Linked DNA regions of Sus scrofa: region 1 is linked to region 2. Evidence: chromatin contacts called from public promoter capture Hi-C data. All regions are on one chromosome and are shown on one strand. The core of a region is the stretch at or near the end of the contact, and the rest is flanking DNA. Distances in the headings are between cores, read along the strand shown. Region 1 holds the start of HEY1 (hairy/enhancer-of-split related with YRPW motif protein 1). Region 2 holds the start of MRPS28 (mitochondrial ribosomal protein S28).

Region 1 (3,552 bases), core at 972-3,471, 250 kb before region 2:
TGCTAATGCAAGTTCAAAGCCCAATTAGAAACTGCCAAGCAGAAACTGGAATTATACCCTACCGGCAGATGAAACTATGTTCATTCCTTTAATGTTTTCCCTCAAAAACAACAAAAACTACATCAAGGACAGAAAAACCACAGAGTAGTGAAATTCATTAGACACACAGATGTAAGTTATCATCACGGAGCTTTTAGGCACTTGGTCCAAAGTAAAGCATTTTCCGGCTGGAGACAGACACTCAGACCTCCGTCTCCTACCTTCCTTTGGGTTTTCTTTACTTAACCACAACAGGTTTCTTTCCTCAAGAGTCGCGTGGCAGCTCATTTTTTAAAAATCTTGGATATTAAATTAAGACCATACACTTTAAAAAAAAAAAAAAAGCTTGTTCTCAAAATGACAATACACAAATGTGGCGAAAGCTACTTTATTTGAATCAGAGCTGTCACAACTTTTGGGCATCTCACACGTAGTAAGTATTTTCCAAAAGAAGGTGCATAAGTTTAATTTGTAGAGGGCTGGGGTGACGCACTCCCTGGAAAAACCTATGTGCATATAAAAAGGCACTGGCAGGCAACCCCACACACCACGCACTGTTCTCTCCCCGCCCCCAAAGCACACAGTAAAAAGAAGGCAGCGACTGCACCAATCCTAGCCATCAGCAGCTGTTCACTCTACCCGCAAACACTCAGGACTCCCCTCCCCCACCCCAGACTAGAGATGTACCTTTCCCGCCTGCGGTGTGCAGCATTTTCAGGTGATCCACCGTCATCTGCAGGATCTCGGCTTTTTCTAGCTTGGCAGATCCCTAGAGAAGAGGACAGCAAAAACTGATCTGGCACCAAGTGCTTTTGGGGAACAACTTAAATATATAGGCATGCTTTTGCTTTGTAAATCATAAAAGTGCAAACGACCACAAAATTAATTGTCTTCGCAAGATATGTTGGAATCTGGATGAATTCATCTCCTCCGCACAAACAACGCGATTATGTTCCAAGATACTGGTGAGGTTCAGATTAATGAGGGAAAGATTCTGAAGGCGTGGATAGCTACACTAAGAGCTCTACCTACTTTCTCCATTACCTGCTTCTCAAAAGCACTGGGTACCAGCCTCCTCAGCTCAGACAAACTGTTATTGATCCGGTCTCGACGGCGCTTCTCAATGATCTGAAGAAAGCAGGCAAAACAAATGGGGGCATTTCCATTACAACTGTAAATGCCAAAGTGACGGAAGGTGGTTCTTTCCGTTAATTATTAAAACAAAACAACCCCCCGCCCAAAAAAAGCACTAAGATACTCACGCCTCTCCGTCTTTTTCTGGCCAAGATCTGTGAAGATGTAGTTGGGGACATGGAACCTAAAGCCGAACTCAAGTTCCTAAATGGGGTCGGGAGGAGAAACAGGAATCACCGTTAAGCCAGAGGAGGTGATCTGAAAGGTCGCCTCTACGCCCTCCCGGTACTCTGGTTGTTTTGGCAACTTGGGCGTGAAAGCGCCTTGAGGGTCCCTCACCGGGGGACGGAGGCCTGCCAAAGATGCGCAGAGGTCAGCGCTGGGCGCCGAGAAGCCCCGGGCCCTCGTGCGCTGTCACCGCAGCCAGCCAGCGCTGGCCTCGCGTTCAGGCTCCGCTCGGCCGCCTCCAACTCACCCATTCTCATCCGCACTCTCCTTTTCCACCTCGATGGTCTCGTCCAGTTCGCTATCGGAGGAGCTGTACTCGGGGTGGGCTCGCTTCATGCTGGCTGCGTGGGTACTCCGGGGGAGGGTCGGCGCGGCGGGCAAGAAGGAGTTAACAGCACGGCGCCTCTCCGCGCTCGGCTGCTCGCGTTCCGCACACACTGGTCCAGCTCACGCTCTGCCTCCGGTTAAAACTCAACCATCCCTTTCCCACGCTGCGCCCCTTCCCAAGACCCTGGGGAGGGCGGGGGAGTGAAGGGGGCGGGTAAAGAGGGCGGAGGGGCGGGGCCGCGCCCCCTCCCCCGCGCAATAGCCTTCCGTCGACCAATCCGGGTTCTCGCTCTGCTGATTGGCAGCCTCTCAGGGGAGGGGGCAGGGGCGAGGCCGAGGGCTAGGGCGAACCCCGCCCCCGCCCTCCGCGCCCGCCCCTGGCCGGCGGCGGTGCGTCGGCTCCGCAGGGGCTCCGCCGGGTCTCAGCTGGGGGGAAGGAGGAGGCGCGGGCGGCTGTGGGCCCGCGGCGGGCAGGCGGGGGAGGCCGGGCCGGGGCATAAGCCCGCCGGCGGCTGCGGCACCTCCCCTCCCCGCGCGCCTGGATTGGTCTGGCCGCCCGCCAGGGCCGCGCCTGCAGCGCCGCCGGTGAGCCGCACGCGCCGCGGGCCGTGGGAAACTGCCGGCGCCGCGGCCACCAGCCAATCCGGGCGGCCGGCGGCGGCGACGGCGGCCGCGCTGGCGGCGGCGGCGGCGGCGGCGCTGGGCGTCCGCATGAATGGAGAAGAATGGGCAGGCGGGGGAGCGAGGGCGCGCCAGCGGGGGCTGGGCAGCCTTGGGCCGGGCCCCCCGTGTGAACCTGTAATTGGAGCCTGGGCGCCGGGCGGCCCCGGAAGCCGCCGCCCTGCGCCGTGGTAAATCTCGGCTGCTGGGCCGCCCGTGTCCGGCGGCGGGAGGCGCGCGCTGCCGGCAGAGCGGGGCTCGATGCACCTGGCCGGGCGGCGAGCCGAGCGCTCTGCGAAGGGTGCAGGACGCCAGGCGAACGGCCGCCGGGGCGCCATCCACAGTGGCCGCCAGCCCAGGGCCCGGGCTCATGTAGAGGAAGATGTGGTTTCAGGGAATGTTCTTTTTCGGTTTCTGGGAGCAGTCGGTCTCGCTTCCGCAGGGGCTTCCCAGCCTCCAGGATAAAATGAATTCCCCTGTGCATCTAATTTCCGGGGCAATGTAGTGCTTGTTTTCTCGAAGACTGGAGAAGGGGGAAAGGCCCCTGGAGATATTCGTCACATTTTTTTATTTTGGGTTTTTATTTTTGTTTTTCCAGGCGTTGGCGGCCAGATCTCAGCGGGCGACAGGGTGGCGGGGCTGCGCATTTGCTCCAGAGGCTGCCCTTGCTGTTGGAACGCGTGCACACACACGCACAACCTGCACACCTCCCGCCTCGGAGGTGGCGTGGCAGGTACTGGATGCCGCTTGAAATCCCAAGTCCTCAAGAAGATAGATGTTTTAAATATATATATTGTATTATATCTCGGGCTAATTCCTCATTCGTGGAAACAGCCAAACAGTTGTTTTGAATTTGGAAATCTGGGCTCCTCAATCGGTCCACAAAGGAGTAGGGCAATTCGATTCCTCCCAAGTCCACTCCTGTGACCCCTGATCCTGCAGTCCCTAGTGGGGGAATGCTTGATAAATACTGTTCAGCATAACCAAAATATTCTCACTTTTGCAGAGTGCTTGTCTGTTTCTAGCCCGTCATTAATTATTGATCTCAGTGCTGTCATAACGCATTTTGGATGCCATACATTATGAGTGGCCTGAGCCTGCTTCGTGTACATTCTCACCCCCCCCCACACACACACACACACACAGTCATACCACTTCCTGACC
Region 2 (3,732 bases), core at 390-2,889:
TTTAAATTCTCTTTTTAAAATAAGGAAATACTACTTTCATACTTTGCATCAGTTTTTTTTCAAAAGTCCTGATCACACAATAAAGACGAACTTTATTCATCTTGTATTATCAGGATACTCTTCAATTAAATAGATCAAGAAACTTCAAAAGATTTTTCACAAAGGTGAATTTTTATTCAGTGCCTAACAACTGCTCACATTTCTTACCATAAATATAATAGGAAAGCACTGAAAACTTCCAATAAACACTAAAATAAAACTTTCAGTTCTATTATTACGCTTAACAATTGTCTTTGCTCAGTTACCATTCTGGACTAGCGCATTTAACTTACATGCTCAAGCCTGTACTACCCTCACTTGTACAACTGTTTGTAAGCAGTCGCACAAAGACAGCAATTCAAAGACAGCCCAGGCACAACATAAGTTCACATGTACACTATGTGTACTATTCATTCATTCACCCACTTGGCAAACACGTATGCAGTGCCCACTAAAAGTCAAGCACTGTGCTAGATGCCAGGAAGTTTTCTATAATTCAGGACACTATCCAACTGTGAACTGTTTGGTACTGGTTCCCAAGGAGATAAGCACAGAAACTGAGTTTATTTTTATATTAAATTATATAAATATTAAATTATAATGCCAGACATCCAATTCCATGTCTGCTGACTCAAAAAATCTGAATAGTATTTATGTGTACTTCTTCCCTTTCATTTATCTAGTAACTCTATCGTATTTTACAAAATTATTGCCCAACAGATGGATTTTTTAAGATCATTTACAGAAAAAGAAACTGAAGCGCTGACAAGTTAAATTACTTGCGCAAGTTCGGAGCGGTAATTTTCCCATTCGCCTATCCACTGAATTAAGAAATATAAATGAAGATCCTGGCACGCCAGACACTAGCTCCATGCTGTAGCTACTGTGTAGAACACCACCACCTGCAGAGAGCCCTGCCTCTACCGGTGAGAGTCCAACTCTACTCCAGGTCCCCAGAGTCGCCCTAGACGCCGCTTTGGCAGCGCTCGCTGCTGATTTCTTTCCAGCACTCGGCTCAGGAGGACAAGTGCAAAGGAGTGTGAACAGCGGAGGCCTAGCATACAGATACCGTACAAAAGTACTACAAACGGAGGAGAATCACCACGCGCTCTGTTCCAACCACACTGCGGCTAAAACAAGTAGAACACACCGCCACCCCTTGCTCCACTCCCCACGCTGGACCTGCCCCAGCCTCTCAATCCCACCCACTTACGTCGTGCTCCGCCCTGACCCCAGCGCCACACCCCCTACGCCGAGCTCGGTCCTGGCTCCCGGAGGGACCCAAACGGCGGGCTACGCCTCCATCCCAGATGCCGGGCTCCGCCCTACCCTCCGGCCCCGCCCGCCGCCGCGTCTCTAGCGTAACTCCCGCGACTCACTCTCATCCGCCCGAACTCCGCCTTCTGCTGCAACTCGGAGTGCCGCTCCAAAGCGCTCGCGAAGCCGCCTGGGCGCTGTTTAGGCTCCGTGGACTCAGAACTTTCGCTTCCGGAGCCACTTTCAGTGCCTGTGCCTCTACAGGGCCGAGAGAAGAAAAACACTCGCAGAAAATGACTCTTTGCGGTCACAGCACGGGTCCTACACAGCGCCGCCATGACGGCTCTACAACCCCTGACCTTTGGCTTCTCCGCAGGCGCGCAGGTCACGGGGCGGAGCAACAAGAGGTCCACCTACTTGCAGAGGACTCTGGGCTTGTGGGCGTAGCCTAGTCTGTGCACCGGGGTGGTGTGATATGAGAGGCTCTTAAACCAAGTCTGGTAGTTAGAGGTTCCTTACCGGCAGCGACCCGCTAAATTTTGCATGAGAAGCTTTTTGGCTCGCAGTAATTTCGCCTTCCTATAGGTTCCTTTTACAATACTGCTGTAAATTCTGGTCATGTGACACCAGCTGGCCCCGCCGCCTGCGCCTATGCCCAGGTGGCCCCAAGGCTTGTTTCCCCACCGCTCTCCTGGTCTTTGCTTAAATGCGCCATTCTCCTTGGTTATCTTATTTCAAATTGGAACTCCAGACAGTATTGGGCTCCTGCGATTTTCTCTATACCATTTAGCGCTTCTTAATATGCCATGTCATTTACTTATAGTGATTTTGTTTAGAGTCTGCCTTCTCAATTTGTAAATCACGAGGGCAAGTATTTTGCTGCTGGATCCCCTATCGCGGGTACATAGTAGGGCTCAACCATTTGTGAAAGCCTGGATCCAAGATTGTCTTTCGTGGCCTACTCTGCAGTCAGTCCACCAACGTCACAAAAATACTAGATGTTTTTGGTTTAGCTATAATCCCTTCTAGGGAATTGAGTTTCGTAATGCCTAAATATGTACCACTAGGGGCCCCACCCTCACATGATTTTCTCCCTTTTTCTCTCACAACGTTGATTGCCAGAATTTGCCCACCCTCTTCCAAACCGAGCCTAACGCCATACTTGAAATGTTTATGAATTAAGCTGTCCATCCATCTTCTACCCAGCAGTTATCTATTAACGAGCATTTATTTATTTGGGGGTAGGCAGCAGGCACTTTTCCAGCTCATTTGCAAATCCTTTGATGGAAGGCGTTTTTATGTGTGGCCATAGTCTTTATTTTTAAATGCCTTTGACTATGGATTTTAAACCTATTTGATGTTTTCATCAACTGCATAGACAGTAGAGACAACACTGGAAGTGCATTAACCTTGAAATGGCGCTTAAGTGTATGAATGACATGTGACTTCTTACTAGCCACAGGTAGGGTAATTCTCAAATTCCGTAGGGGACTTAAATTCTACTCCAGGTGAGTTCTCCCTTTTGGTACATAAACCATTTATTGCCCCTGACCATTAATGACGTCTTGTCTGAGATATTTTTGCATTATTTTCTATGGCTGCTGCTACTCTATTTCCCTTCAGGAAAAAGTGTGGTCCAAGTTCCTATTGTGGCTCAGCGGTGAAAAACCCGACTAGCATCCATGAAGACTTGGCTTCAGTCCCTGGCCTCGCTCAGTGGGTTAAGGATCCAGCATTGTCGTGAGCTGTGGTGTAGGTCACAGACACAGCTCAGATTCTGTGTTGGTGGGCAGCTACAGCTCTGCTTTGACCCCTAGCCAAGGAACTTCCATGTGCCATGAGTGTGGCCCTAAAAAGACAGACACACACACACACACACACACACACACACACACACACACACACACGTCAGTTGTAAAGAGCATTGGCCAACTAAGAATGCATAGTTCTAGTCCTAACTCCAATACTGATGATAAGCAAGCCAATTTAATGTTGCTGGTTTCCTCACATAAAACAAAGCTATTAAACCCTATCTGAAGTTATAAAGAAGTGCTTTGCACACTTAACTAAATCAGCACCTACAGAACAAACAAGATTACTAATACCCCAGCTCTGAAATTCAACAGATGTGTTATACTCATGTCCTACTCATGTCAGCCAGATCATAAATTCCTTGAGGAATGTGACAACAGGCAATTTGGGATAAATCCTATAATTCTTAAGGTGTAAGTTTTACAATAATGTTCTACTGTATACCACAGGGAATATATATTCAATATTCTGTAATAAACCATAATGGGAAAGAATATGAAAAAGGATATATATGTATAACTGAATCACTTTGCTGTACACCAGGAACTAACAACACTGTAAATAAACTACAATAAATTTAAAAAAAAAATCTGTTTATACTGACTCTAAAAAATGTTTGTATCG

What was found. Promoter capture Hi-C pulls out the DNA fragments that hold promoters and counts their contacts.
Region 1: a contact with region 2 is called in a promoter capture Hi-C map of fetal skeletal muscle, with 9 times the contacts expected there. The contact joins the promoter of HEY1 here to the promoter of MRPS28 in region 2. A contact is called at or near these places in 5 of 5 promoter capture datasets (fetal liver, fetal skeletal muscle, liver and 1 more), 27 of 47 Hi-C or Micro-C datasets (adipocytes, alveolar macrophages, brain and 15 more) and 2 of 2 datasets of contacts at active chromatin or transcription factors (alveolar macrophages and skeletal muscle).

The regions. Positions count from the first base shown.
Region 1 is chr4:56,858,309-56,861,860 of Sscrofa11.1, reverse strand. It overlaps HEY1 (hairy/enhancer-of-split related with YRPW motif protein 1), which reads right to left and starts at 2,221. Exons shown (of 5, transcript XM_005663011.3): 1 at 1,649-2,221; 2 at 1,302-1,377; 3 at 1,072-1,167; 4 at 727-808. The coding sequence starts at 1,737.
Region 2 is chr4:56,605,649-56,609,380 of Sscrofa11.1, reverse strand. MRPS28 (mitochondrial ribosomal protein S28) reads right to left here and starts at 1,639. Exons shown (of 3, transcript NM_001185168.1): 1 at 1,419-1,639. The coding sequence starts at 1,634.